Regions from separate parts of the Anser cygnoides genome. Here region 1 is linked to region 2. Evidence: chromatin contacts called from public Hi-C data. All regions are on one chromosome and are shown on one strand. Each heading gives the region's core, a stretch centred on a gene start, on an enhancer-like site or on the middle of the called end of the contact. The rest is flanking DNA. Distances are from core to core; before and after follow the strand shown. Region 1 holds the start of LOC106040831 (tyrosine-protein phosphatase non-receptor type substrate 1-like). Region 2 holds the start of FAM110A (family with sequence similarity 110 member A).

Region 1 (7,100 bases), core at 2,650-5,149, 150 kb before region 2:
GGGCGGCGGGGCAGGAGCTCCATGGCCGGGCTCTTCCTGGGGGAACAGACACCAGAAGGCTTCAGAGAGCGCCCCGGGGCTTGGCTTTGTTGGTTTTTTTTTTTTTTTTGGTTTTTTTTTTTCTTCCCTTTTTTTTTTTCCCCCCTCCCTTTAAAACGCAGAATTGCAGATGGAGAAGGAAATTGCACTTCTCAGCCCCAAAATGAGGAAGGATGGCCGTGCGCCCCCCCCCCCTCCCCCCTTGCTGCAGGCGCACGGCCGGCTCGCACCCACGCAGCCCCCCCCCCCCCGGTACCCCCCCCCCCCCCCCCCCCCAAGCCCCGGGCACCGACCTGGCCGAGCCCCCTCCCCTCTCCCCCCCCCCGGGCGCGGGGCGGCCCCGGGCCGTGCCGTTCCGTGCCGAGCCGCTCCGAGCCGCGCCGAGCCCGTTCCGCCCCTGCCCCGCCGCGGCGCCGCCTCCGTTGCTTGGCACCGGGACTGGGGCCGGCCCCGGTGGCGGGGGGGGGGGGGCTCCGAGCAGCCCGGCCCCGCCTGGCTCCCGGAGAAGTTGCGGGGGGCAGCCCGGCCGCACGCCGCCCTCTTAAGGTGGGCTGCGGAAGGATCCGGCCCCCCCCCCGGAGCCCCCGGGCTTGTCCGGAGCCCCCCCCCCGGCCAGGGTGCACGGGCAGCACCGGGGGTGCTCGTCCAGGACCAGGGGTGGGTGGCTGGAGCCCACCCCCCAACGCGCAGCCCCCAGCAGAATCGGGGGGCAAGCCCGTGGGGGCTGCGCGAGGGGTCTGGGGGCTCCCAAGGGGGCTGCACAGGACCCGCTGCAGGTGCCCGAGTGGGTGTCCGGAGGTGCCACGCGGAGCTCGGCGCATTGGGGTCGGGATGGGGACCCTGCTGGAGATGCCTGCACCCATCCCCGCTTCAGGGCTCCTGGGAACAGCGGGACAGCCCCCCCACGTGCCCTCGGCGGGGCAAGGGGCTGAGCAGGATGAGCGCAGCTGATGGGGAGGGGATGGGAGCCTGAGGACGGAGCGGCAGCGATGGGAAAAATGGAGACAAGGGAGGGAGCAAAGGAAGAGGGCGCCTGGACGTGAGCGTCCCCAGGATGCGTGTCCCCGCACCGCCCTGCAGCTCCCTGCTTCTCCCAGACACAGAATCCCTCCCAGGGGAGGCACAAGGACACGTCCTCCACAGCCTGCTCCTGCCGCAGCTTCTCCCAGCACCCGTGGGCGCTTCGGCAAGGCCGGGGACCAGCTCGGTCCCCAGCACCCTGGGCGGCCACACACGACACTGGCAGCTCCAAGCAGGAGCCGCAGCAGGTCCTGAAACCACCTTGGTCCCCGCGGGACAGGTAGGAGCTCTGCAGACAGGAGCTGAGCAGCAGCACCCAGCCCCAGCACCGCAGCAGCACCCACCCACACCGCGGCACCGCCAGCGGCACCCATCACAGCCAAGGGCTCTCCCACACCAGGCTCGACCCGAGGGCAGGAGCCGGGGCTGTGCCGGGACCACTACAGGCACCAGCTCCTGCCTCCTTCCCCGGCAGCCGCTGGGGCTGTCAGCTTTATTTAGAGCTTCACATAAACAAACAGCAAAGACAGCTTAAGCGACTTGGCACCGTCAATCTGCGCACGTCTCAGCCCAGGCGCGTTCTCGTCCCTGTCGCTGCGAGCCTCCCCGTCGGCCCTGCCGGGTACAGCTACGCCCACATGTTGCATCCAGCCCTAATTTAACTCACTCGATTGGGAGCCTGGACAGACCCCAGGGTGGCTGCGCTGCACCCCCAGGGACACCCCCCCCGCCCCCTGGAGCAGCTGGGGGCTGCGCTCCTTTGCTCTGGCCACTGCAATTCCCAGGGAGCCCAGGAGAAATAACACGTGGCCACACTGCTGTCCCCAGGAGCCCAGGGCAGCTGCTGCTTTTATTTCCCCTTCCCACATCTGGCGAGCACGTGAGCGAGCAGCAAGGGCCCGGAGGAGCCATTTGGTTTGGCCTTTTGGCTTGCTGCACAGGCAGCGAGGCGTGGGGATAAATAATTGCTTTGCACGGGGAGAGGACACGGGGTTAGCTGCGGTTTGTGGAAACCCAGCGGCACCACGCATCCCTCCCGGCCCGCGCCTGGGAGCGGGCACCCTTGGGCGAGCGGGCACCCAGCGAGGGGGAAGGTGCTGGCGGGACACACCGCGGCCCTTTTGTGCTTCCCTGGTTATTTTTAAGCAGCAGCCCAGCTCCTGGAGGCCTGGTGGGTTTCAGCCCGGCTGGGCTGTTCTCCCGCTCAGCGCCGAGGGTTCAGACAACCTGCCGGGAGGCGACTGCAGGGCGCAGACAGCCCGCGCGCAGGCAGCCGCCGCCACGGAGCGCTGGGGAAGGAAAGTTAGGGCTTAAAAAAAGCTCTGCGAGAAGAAGGTACCGAGGCAGAGCAGATGGCGCAGCGCGAGCTTCCCGGGAAGAGCTGCTAGTGCTCCCCATTAGGGAGCATATGGGCAGGCTGCGCTGCCCCCCTCCTCCTGCCCACGGCCCCTCCGCTCGGTGCTGGGGGGCCTGGAAGGAGCCGCCCCGGGGCGAGCAGCCCCCGCCCCGCAGCGAGGGGAGAGAAGCGGGAGCGCGGCGTTTCGGAGGCACGACGCCGTCACGCGCGGCTCCGTCTGCTCCAGCACCCACGCGAGCACCCGCAGCGCCTGCGTGCCTCCAGGCAAAGCCCCTGCTCCGGCATCCCATCTCGGAGCTGGGTGGAGGGCTGGGGAAGGGTTTCAGCAGGGCTTTTGGGGGATCGGTGCTCTTCTGGGGGCTTCGAGGCACCGGGCGGCAGCACCTCGCGGGGAGGGTTTGGGGCAGATCCGTGAATCAGAGCCCAGCAGCACCCAACAGGGCAGTCCCAGCCTCACTGGGGCAGTCCCAGACAGAGGTCTCGCAGCACTGGTTTTGCCCAGGCTCTTTCATCCCCTCATCGGCAGCCTCTCTGATCCCCTCTGCCCTGTCTGCACCGCAGCAGCTCGCCTGGCTGGAGGGGAATTCAAAGGTGACCGGGATGGGAGAGGTTTTAGTTCCCACCCTCCAGTGGGAAACACGGGCTGGTAGAGAGCCTCGCTTCACTGACGATGGAGGTGGCAGCAGACCATTAGAAACACCTCGAGCAAACATCCAGCAGCAGGGTGTGGGCTCACAGCTGTCCCCAGGCAGGTGACAACCACCGATAACGCACACACGGCTCCCCCCAGCAAGGCGCTCAGGTTTGCAGGGACCCCCTGCCCCATCACATCCCTGCCCACGCCAGCCCTACGACCACCCGACCACGTCACGACACTGCCTCATGCTCCTGCAGCAGAGCGAGGCGCTCAGCCACCCCGCAGCACGCTCAGCCCCGCTGTCCTCCAGCTCCAGCCCCAAAAGTCGAGCCCCTTCCAGCCCACAAGGTGGGGGCGCACGTCCTGCAGACCCCCTGCCTCCCCCCACCACCCCCTGAGCTTCGGATCCAGCACCCTCCCAGGGCTTCCAGCTCAGAGAAAAACACACAAATGGCTTCTAAAGTAGGTAGCTCCAATTACACCGCTGATATTTAGGGCTTCCAGCACAACAAATGGAGCTTCAGCTTCATTAGGTACCATGCCAACTTAGTCCAAGACATCCAGTACAGAAAGAGCTTAAATTAGTTTATCTGATGTTAACTTCTAACGAGCAATATGCTAACACAGGGGTGGAAAGAAGCGACCTTCAGCCTGCTTGCAGGGAGCAGCACGGACACAGACCCAGCTGAGCTGGACCACGGGGAAGGGACAAAGGCAGCAGAAGCGGTAGGGGAGCACCCCGGCCCCGCAAACATCATATAAGGGACGAGGGGGCACCGTACCTGCCTGCTCACCGCATGCTCCTGCCGCAGCACCCACCACCAGCACCACACCGCTGCGAAAAGGGAGAGGAGAGCCCCCAGGCACCCCCTTTATGCCGGGGGCAATGAGCTGCAGGTGCCTCGTCAGGGCCCCGGGAGCAGCTGCGGTGGCCGGAGGACGGCAGGCCAGGGGTGGCTTCCTCCCGACACGGTGCCGAGAGTCCAGCTGTGCCCAAAAAGCAGCTCGGGGGCCTCGCAGGAGCTGCTATGGCTTTGGTCAGGCTTTTACGGCGTGATTTAGGGCTCGGCTGGGACGTCGCAGCCGCTCGCCCGAGCTCCCTGCGCCGAGGGGCCGTGGCGGTGCCGGTGGTGCCGGGGGCGAGCGCCCTCGCAGCCCAGCGGGGCCGGGGCACGTTTCTCATCACAGCCCACTTAATTGTAGTGGTGCTCGAGCGCTTTGCCAGGATCAGGTGGTGCCCTTGAAGCCCAGAAAATGACATTTATGGACCAGTTTAACTCTGATTGATTCGTGCTGCTCTCTGCGCGGGGAGAAAGAGGGAGGGAGGGATGGCGGCGCTGGGAGCGATGCTCTGAGAGCGTTTGTGGGATTTATTCACCCTCACCCCATGCGGAGTGGCTGCGAGCAGGGGGAGCAGTGCTCCCGTGCCCCAGCGCCGTGCCGTGGCTCACCCACTCCAAGGCAATGCAGTCCCCGTGGGATGCTCTGGCTCTGCAGCAGCACCCAGTGGGTGCTAGAGCAGGGTAACTCCGCCGGGCGTCCTTAACGCAGCCCTGCACGTTTCCTACGGGGAATTCCTGCCAGGCTGTGTCACAGCAGGAAAGGTGGTTTTATATCCTGTGCCTGGCCTGGCAGCCCGCCCCGGCCGGACCTGGAGGCGATAGGGCTGGGAGCTGGACAGAGGGACACAGGGTTCGGGGTGGAAATGCTGACACGGTGGGAAAAACAGGCTGCAGGCGGCGGGGAGGGACCTGGCAGGGCCGGCACTCGCTGCCTGGTTGGCTGCCGTGAGCCCTCGGCCGTGCTCGGTTGCGGGCAGGATCCTGCCCCTTGCTCTGGAGGAAGTTTTGCTCGCCGGCTGTGGGTGCTGCGATCCCACGGAGCCCTGCCTGCACCCCGTGAAGCCAGGGCAGCTCACCGGGAGGGCACAGGGGGGGCCCAATCCTTCACCCCTCGGCTGCAAAGCTCAGGGGTGGTGGGGGACACCCACGGTGGGCATGGAAAGATGGTGGGGGGGTTGTCTGCATCCAGGGCTGCTCGGCCCTGCGACCCCCTGGGGATGGCAGAGGGGGGCAGCCCTGAGGCCGAAGGCTCCTGGGTGCTGCGGGTGGGAGGACGGGGTGCAGATGGGGTGCCCGTGGGGACATTGGGGGTCCTTGAGCCCACTGCCCCTTGGAGCGATGCTGGAGAAGACCTCGGTCGCCCTTTGGCATCACAATATCTGCGACAGGGTGAGGATCCGGCCAAGGGAGGAGCATTATTATCTTGATTTTCTTCTGCCTTTTTTGTTTCTGTATCCTCTCAAAGTTCTTTGTTGATTGCAAATGGTTATCATGAAAGCGCATCCAGGGCTGCAATAGCAGATAATGCTCAGCGCGCTCCCAGGCACGGCTGCTGTAACTCGTTGCTGGCCGGGCTGCCCGACAAAGTCCCGCAGCAGCTGCAGATGAAAATAAAAATGCTAACGCCGGGGGATTTATCACATTAGGCTATCTCAGCCCATCGCTTCCTGCTCGTCAGAGCTCTCACTGGAGGTGCCGGGACTGCTGCAGGACTTGAAACTGGGCTTGGTGGCGGATTTGTGCTGGTGGAGGTTTAGGGGAGCAGCTCCGGCCCCATGGCAGGCCATGATGGGGAGCTGGTGGGGGCTGGAGGCCCGCTGTGACCCCCCGGCGTGTTACCGGGTGCTGTTAGAAGGGTGCCAAGAGATAACGGAGCTTGCTCGGAGGTTATTTGTGAGCCCGCCACATCCACCGCATCGCGGTGGAGATGGAAACCGCTCCGCAGCCGGGATGGATGGCGTTGTGCCTGCCCGAAACGGCTGGGCCCAGCCCTGAGCGGGGCTGCCCCTGCTTGCACCCCCCGCTGGTGCTCGACCAGCCCCTGGCACTGCCAGCGCCGCCACCAGCCCTGGCACCGGTGGCCCCGTGGTCGATGTCCCCACGGTCAACGTCCCCGCGGTCGCTGCCCCCGCAGCAGCCTCGCAGCTCGGGGGCCGTGTGCCGGAGCTTGGGGCTGTTTGCTTTGGCCCCAGAGAGATCGGGCACATCCGTGCTGCTGCAAGCATTTTGGATTGTTTTGTCTCCTTTTTTTTTCTTCTTCTTTTTTTTTTTCTTTTTTTTTCTTTTTTTTCTTTTTTTTTTTTTTTTCTTTTTTTTTTTTTTTTTTTCTTTTTTTTCTTTTTTTTTTTCTTTTTAACTTTTTGTTGTTGTTGTTTCGAAGCCAAAGGGCAACCAAAAGCACCGGGATCAATTCCAGCTCTGCAAGGCCCACCCGTGCTCCTGGTGCCTGCGCTGGTCCTGTGGGTCCGAGGCAGGAGCTGCCAGTGGGAGCTGCACAGCACCGCCATCCTGCCCAGAGCTCAGCACCGAGGCACACGACAGGGCAGCTGAGGGCTGAGGGCAGGAGCACGTGCGTTGCACGTGAGGGTGTGAGGGCTGTGCGTGTGTGAAGCGTGTGTGCACAGGCAGCCATGACAGCTGCAGGACAGGGCTGTGGATGCAAACCCTGGCCCGGTGCTAATGCAGGGTCTGGGCCTTGCGTGGTCTGGCCTGCTCAGCACCTTTGGGCCCTCACCCCACTCAGCATCTTTGGGCCCTCGCTCCGCTCAGCACCATTGGGCCCTCGCTCCGCTCAGCACCTTTGGGCCCTCACCCTGCCGTGGGGGCAGGAGGGACCTCACCAGCACCAGGGCACCGAGCTCAGTCCTGGGGAGCGAAATCCGCTTGCGTCCGGCACCAACGAAACGCTCCAGCGCTTATCGCAGCGCAGCCCTTCAGCAGCCGCTCCTGACCGCGAGCGTTAATGACATCCACCCAATTAGCCGCTGTGAGCTCCGGGTAGCCCGAAGGATTAGCAAATGAAATCATCACCAAGAGGCGTAAGCAGTTAACACCGTTAATTAGTCAGCGAGTGAATCCTCACCCAAACACTGAACCTGTCCCAGCAGCCGGGCGCTGGGGTGAAGGCGGAGGGAGGCCGGGTGCTGGTGTGGCCGGAGCAGGGCCGCGAGCACCGGTGGGCCCCGGGGTGCTGCCACCCATGGGA
Region 2 (7,018 bases), core at 2,317-4,816:
GGCGCCGCAGGCAGCCTGCCCGGGGCGGGTGACAAGGACACCGGCGTCACCTGGCCGGCGGGGGACACCCTGGCGGGCAGAGCCCCGCAGGGCCGCACGTCCACCCTGCGCACGGCCACGGTGCCGGAGGGCTTGGGGGCGGCGGGGCTCTCCGGTGCCTTGCCAGCCCCCTCCGCCCCGGCGCCCGGCGCCTCCGCCTTGCACTGCCACTCCCGGCCCCGCGGGCTCTCCGCCTTGGGGAAGGGGCTGTCGCAGATGTTGATGAGGTTGTTGAGGATCTCCAGGTTGAGGGAGGTCTTCGTCCCGCTGGCCTCCGAACGGCGTGGTCCCGGCGGCGTCTTACGGCTCGGGGTGAGCATGGCCCGGCGCACGCCCGGAGCGAAGAGGGGCTGCTTGAGCAGCGGCGGCTTCACCGGGTCCTGCTTGGTGCTGGCGACCTGCTGGCTCTTCACGTACTTGGCCTTGTCGGCCTCCAGCCTCTCCACGGCGCTGGGTTTCCGCGCGCCCGGCTCCACGCGCCGTCGGAAATACTCGGGGCCCTTGTTGAGGATGCGGATGGGCATGGCCGAGGTGAAGGGCGCCGTCACCGCCGCCCCCTTCATGGCATCGCCGGCGTTCAGCGCCTCGACGGGCATCGTCCGGGCGGACGGCGTGGCGAGGGGGGCGCGGAGGGCACGCGCCGCGGGCTGCAAGGAAGGGACCAGGGTGAGGGGTGTCGGTGGGGCGGCGGGCGCTGCCTGCCCACGCCCGGGGCCCCGCGGGCAGACAAAGGCCCGAGCGGCTGCGCGGGGCTGTGCGGTGCCGCGCTGTCTGCTCCGGCTGCGCCGAGCTTCCTATTTCAAGGCAGGGACCACGCCTCCGGCAGCCGTCCCCGAAACGAAGCCCGGCCAATCCGCGGAGCAAAGCCTGCTTCAAACGGCACCATGGCCAATGGGGCCGCGGGGAGGGCACCCCGACATCGGCACCAGGGGAGCCCCGGAAGGGAGCACGGGGGGTGAAGCGGCTGCGGACCCTCGGCGATGGCCGTGCTGGGGTGCATCACCGTGCCAGGGGTGCATCACCGTGCCGGGGGGCACCGCCGGCCCCCTGCGCCCACCACCCCACCGGGCTGGGAAACTGGGGGTCCCCGCTCTTTGCAGCTCCCCCGGTGCTCGGCCCCCTTGCAGGTTTAGTGCAGAGCCCCCCTGCCTGCAGCTTGCCCCCCCACCCCCCCATCTCCTTTTGGAGAGGGGCGCCATGGGGAGCAAGGAGACCTGGGGGGGGGGGTGGAGCAGACCCCCCCTGCTATCTGCAGCAGTGGATGGGGAACGAGGGCAGTGCGTGGGGGTCCCGGGACGCAGCACGCTGGTGCTGGGCTGCTCCCAAGCATTGTGCTTCCACCGTGAGCCCCCCCCCAAAAGCCCAGGGGGGTTCCCAGCCGTGTTTCCCCTGCCAGCAGCCGCGCTGGAGGCCCGTGAACCCCGCACCCTTGGGAGCCCGCCAGGCACAGCAAGCAGCCGCCTGCCCCAACGGTCGCGCTGAGGCAGCTGCCCGCCCACAGGGGGGGGCCCAGCCTGTCCCGTGCCCCCCCCCCAGCCCTCCCACCCCGGTGCCACGAGCAGCCCTGGCGCCATCCAACCCTTCCCCAGCCGCTCCGAGAAGCCCCCAGGATCCCCCCACCCACAATCTGGGGCTCTGCCACCCGCCTCCCCAGGCAATGCTCCAGCCCTGCCGAGCACCAGGGTGGCTGCACCCCCCCCCCCGACACTGAGCCCCCCCCCCCCAGCCCCGCACTGCCTGGTTTGGGGCACGGGCAAGCCCGGGGGATCTGTGGGCGAGCCCAGGCACTCACCAGTGCAGCGGGGGGCACAGCGGGGCCAGCGCGGCCCCACTTCCTCCTCCCACAGCGGCCCCAAGCTGGCTGCCTCACCTGTGGCCGCTCACCCGCTTGCACAACTTCCTGGGTACAGCCCACGGCACGGCGGCTGCGGGCCGCAGGAGCTGGCCCCAAAGCCCCACGGCCCCGCGGTGCCCGCCAGCCCGTGCCCACCAGCCTGACCCCCCCCCCCCCCCCCGGCCCCGCTGGGGTCCCTGGTGCATCCATGGGATGCGCCGCTACAGGTGAGCAGCCAGGGGAGGCTGGGTGTCCCTGTCCCTGTTCCTGTCCCCATTTCCTGCCCCAGGGGGGACACTGCTTGCCCGCGTCCCCATCTCCTGCCCCAGTGGGGACATCGCTGCCTGACCCAGGAAGCGTCTGTGGGGGTCAGGCAGGCATGTGGGCAGCTGGGGACAGTCCCGGTGCCAGCACAGAGCCGGGGGTGGCTTTCTGCACCCCTCCACGGGGAGCCCAGCGCTCCTCCCCAGCAGCACAGGGCACCAAAATCCTCGCTGGGCAGGGACAGGGACAGGCAGGGCCCCCCCCCCCCCGGCTGGAGCCCTGCCCACACGCCCCATGGCAAAGCAGCGCTAATTGCAGGGACCGGGGGCACTGAAGCCCGGAGGGGGGATGCCCAGGGGCAAACCCCGCTGCAGCCGGCCCCGCTGGGAGGAAATCACCGCCAGCCTCCCCCGAGGCCCTGCGTCACCCAGACCTGATGGAGAAGGGACACGAGAGCCTGACTCACCCCCTCTGGGTGCTTTCCGGGGTGCGGGGAGCAGCTGTCAGCGGGGTGCCCGTGCAGCAGCACCCCTCGTGTCCCGCACCCCACGGCAGCACCCTGCCAGCAGCCACCCCTGCTGCCCTGCAACCTGTGCCAGGCACGGGGAGAGCTCCCTGGGGAGCACCCGATGGGTGAAGGGACGAGCACGCAGGGCCTGGCTCCCCACCACAGCCAGCCGTGCCCACCATGGGCTCCCCTTTCCGTGCCGGCAAGGACAGCCTGGCCGGGCACGACCTGCTGCTCCGCATTCCTGGCGATGGGGAGCCGCCAGCCTGGCACGGCCACCCCGAGCGGAGCCGAGCCGTCCTCCAAACAGCCCGGAAAACGAAGCCAGGTTTTTGCCTGCCCCGAGCCCGAACGGAGCGTGGCCACCCAGGCCCCGAGGCTGGCCACCGATCTTGTGCCCAGGTAATGCCCAGCCACGGTGACCCAGCCCCGTGTTGCCGGCACGGGACCGGCACGGGACGGCACCACCTCCACCACCTACCTGGATCTGCCCTGCGCTGCTGGAGCCTCCCCGGCCCGTGCTTGTCCCGTGGTGGCTCGGTGGCCCCGTGCCTGCAGCCTCCCCGCACCGTGGCCTCCCCTGCTCCCTGCAGGGCTCGTGGGGCACTGGAACGGGTCTGCCCGCGGCGGGGCGGCTCACGGCTCCCTCTGAGTCACCGCTGGGAGAAGACGCCCTCCGAGGCAGCCCGGTGCTCTGAAGGGATTGAAAACACCTCTCCTTGCCAGCGTGCACGCAGAGGCACGGGGCTTTCCTCCACGCCAGGCCACGCTTTAATTGCGGCTGCGTCATGGAGCGTGGCCGTGGCCGGTGACGTCCCGGCGCCGGTCCGAGAGCAGCCGGCAGTGCCGGTTGGGCAGCGTGGATGCAGGAGCGGGCTCGTGGTTCGGTCGGGGAGGAGGGAAGGGCCCCGCCGCAGCTGTGCAACCCAAGCCAAAATGTCCCCAGCCACCCCCTGCCCTCACCCTGGCGGGGATCGGACCCTCCCCAAACCCCCACGGCTGGCCCAGCGCGCGGGCACCCGCTGCCTCTGCAGGGACAGGTCCCCCTTGCCCGCACCGGCCCCAGGTCCAGCCCCAGGCCCCCGCAGTCCCAAAGTCCAGCACGTTTCTGTGCCTCCAAACAAAGCGGCCCAGCCAGTGGAGCAGAGGGAGGTGACACGGCGGAGCAAGGCCACCGAGCCTGGAGCCACATGGAGCTGCTGGCCTGCGCCCAGACCGGTGGCACCGCAGCTCCTGGCGTGTCCCCGCAGCAAAGCGCAGCTCCTCGGGGTAGGGGCTGAGCGTTCGGCCCGTCCTGCACGGCGCTGCAGGAGCTCCGGGACAGCAGGGCGCTTTGCAAACGGCTCTTGGAAGCAAGGCGAGGAGCCGACGGGAGAGAAGGGCTGGGCGAAGCTGGGGAAACAACCGCCAGAGCTGCCCTTTGGCTTGGGGGATTCTTTCAGATAAAGGTGGATCCGCGTGACAGTTTCAGCTGGAAAAGCACCGCCGGGTGCCGCAGGTGGGGGCAGAGCCGTGGGCATCTGCCCGGTGCGAGCGGCCGGGCTGCGTCCCCCCCCCCCCCCCCCCGTGCCAGCAGCACCCGCGAGGGCTGCAGGAGGCGGCTGCAGGCAGCTGCCCGGGCACGCCGGGTGCTTTGGGAGCAGGGCGTTGCAGCCAGACAGCGCCCCGCTGCCTCGCCCTCCCCGGGGGCAACCGGGGATGGATTTGGGGAGGGCGGCCCAACGCAGGAGCACGCCCTGAGCACCCCGTTCACCGCCTGTCCCGTGGCTCTGGAGCAGGCGGGGATGGGGCAGGGGCGGGTGGGCGCCGGTGCTGGCTCCGTGCTCACCTCCCATGGGTGCTCGGGGCTGGGTCCCTGCACGTGCAGCTTCCAGGACCCCCCAGGAGTGAAACGCAGCCATGAAAGAGAAAAAAAAAAAAAAAAAAAAAAAAAAGAAGAGAACTCAGAGGCCAAATCCTCCCTGTAAGAGCTGGGTGGAGATGGCTGTGGGTGCCTGGCATCACCCCGCGGGGCTGCAGGGCCCTGGCACGGGGCCCAGCTCAGCCCCTGGATCCGGGGAGGGCTTTGCTCACCCTGCCCCTCCCCAGCGCTGGCAGCTCCCCACGGGACCTTCCTTCCGCTGCCACACTCACCTGGCGTGTGCTAATTCCTGGCGTTTAATTAGAGCCAGTCACCGAGACGAGCCTGCAAACAGCTTTGGAGCTGGGAAATGGACCCAGCATCGCGCAGCAGCCCCGTGCGAGCCACCGCCCGCTCCCTGCCTCAGTTTCCCCGCTGCTGGCTCTGCCCAGGGTGGGCGCAGGGAGCTTCCCAGGGGCTGTGGGGCTGGCAGGGGGGGGCTCCCATGGGCACGGCCTCGCTGCCCATCACCCTCAGGGCTGGATTCTGCCCAGCTCCCCGCACGCGTCCCCGCAGACAGCAGCCACGCTCGGGGCTGGAGCCGCGCCGTGCCCGGGTGCGGGGGCCCCGACAGATGGGGACGTGCCGGGTGCGAGGCCTTTGTCTGAGCAGCAGCACGGCCCCGCAGATGGCGGCGGGGCGGCTGCAGCGGGGCCGGGGCCGGGGCCGTGGCCGAGGCCTGGCGAGCGCCGTGCCCTGGGGATGCGGCCCCTTTTGTTGGGCTCTCACCTCGGGCAGAGGCCCCTTCCCCAGGCGCCCGCGCCAGCTTTCAACTTTCAACTTGACCTGCTCCATTCACATGGAAATGGGATGCAAATGGCGACGGGGAGCTGAGAGGAGGAGGAGGAGGATGGAGGGGAGGAAGGGGCCATGGGCAGTGACCCGCCAGCAGGTCCCCGCACCCTGGCCGGGCTCCCCGGTGGTGCCCATCCAACTGGGCCCCTGGACTGGGAAAACTGGGGCACTGCTGGGTGGTGTTGCACCCGATGTCCTGGGGGGGCCAGGGGTCCCCGGGTTGCGGGGGGTCCTGGGGCTCAAGGACAGAGCCCCAACTCTCCCTGGCTGCTCCTCCCCACCATGCCCACCCGGGGACCCCGCTGCATCCTCCGGTGCCCCTGCACCCATGGGGGACACGTGGGGAAACGGAGGGGCTTCCCGGTGGGCCTGCCCGAGCCCGGTGAAGTCCCGTGGAAGACTGCTCGGTGACCAAATGTTGCCATCTGCCTCCGGGGCCTTCGCTCGCATCTGCCGGGGTGCAGAGGGGCCGGGGCCGGGGCTCAGCTGCTGCACGACACGAGGCGGGGGGGGCAGCCTCCCCCAGGCGTGGCAGGCGGCACGTGCCGGCAGGATTTGGGCGAGAGGCACGGAGCAGCGGTGCGGAGCTCAGCCCCACGCCTGTCACCCCCTTTGTGCCCCCCCGGCCCCTGCGACGAAGCCAATTAGCCCTGGGGAAAGGCTCGCGGAGGCTGCACGGCTCCTTTGTGCTGCCGAATTAACCCAGGACAATCGCCGTCCCCACTGGGAGCAGGGGGCTCAGCTGCACCAGCCCAAGCCCCCCCACACCATCCTGGAGCTGCCACCCCCAACACGGGGCCCAGAGACCCCGGGAACCCCGAAGCATGGGCCCCCACCACTCCTGGACCCCACATGGGGACAGTGGGGGCAGGATTGCGCCTGGTGCAGGGGCTGGCTGCAGACCCCAGGGGGGCTGAGCATGGGCAGAGCAGGCAGGGGACGGGCAGGGGACAGGCAGGGGACGGGCAGGGGACAGGCAGGGGACAGGCAGGGGACAGGCAGGGCATTGCACAAGGCAGCTGCAGCCTGCTGCAGCCCGCTCGCCCAGCGACACCCTGTGGGTGCTGGGGGAAGAGCTGGAGCGAGGCGCCCCGGGGAGCTGGGTGCTGGGACGAGCCAGCGCCAGGCTGCCACCCAGCCCAGCTGGCCTCTGTCCCCCCGCAGCCCGCCAGCTCCCGGGTGATGTGAGCGTCTCATCCGCCGGCTCGTGGCATGGCTGAGCGCCCGGTCACGTCCCGCAGGGTCAGCAGGGCTGGCGGCAGTGCCAGAGGAGCGTTTGTGCATGACACGTGCCCGGTGGGACAGTCACATCCTGGCCACGGCACCCCCGGGGGGACAGCCGCATGCTGGCCGCGCTCGGTGTCCCCAAGGCACCCGGCACAGCCCGTGGCCCTGCAGCGATCCCAGCCGCGGCAGAAGCTGTCACTCGGTGACATTTGCACCCGCAGGAAGCAGCCCGAAATAGGTGGGACACCATTCAGCTGGGGACAAGGGCAAAGTCTGTGTCATGGCCAGGAATAATCACCGGCACCCGGCGGAGTCAGGGTGCGCGGGGACAGCGGCAGCTCCGCGGGGAGCGCCTGGCATCGTGGCCGGGCAGGCGGCGAGCACGGGGCTGGCCCTGGCAGCACGCGGGGACACGAGGGGAGCGCGACCCCCAGGGGCAGGACAGGGGCTG

Evidence for each region. Hi-C and Micro-C count contacts between places; a contact is called where the count stands out from the background.
Region 1: a contact with region 2 is called in a Hi-C map of liver, with 2.9 times the contacts expected there. The contact joins the promoter of LOC106040831 here to the promoter of FAM110A in region 2. A contact is called at or near these places in 2 of 7 Hi-C or Micro-C datasets (both in liver).

Annotation. Positions count from the first base shown.
Region 1 is chr16:1,441,070-1,448,169 of Taihu_goose_T2T_genome, reverse strand. It overlaps LOC106040831 (tyrosine-protein phosphatase non-receptor type substrate 1-like), which reads right to left and starts at 3,899. Exons shown (of 9, transcript XM_048074660.2): 1 at 3,836-3,899; 2 at 1-36. The coding sequence starts at 23.
Region 2 is chr16:1,293,778-1,300,795 of Taihu_goose_T2T_genome, reverse strand. FAM110A (family with sequence similarity 110 member A) reads right to left here and starts at 3,566. Exons shown (of 2, transcript XM_048074778.2): 1 at 3,127-3,566; 2 at 1-686. The coding sequence starts at 3,435.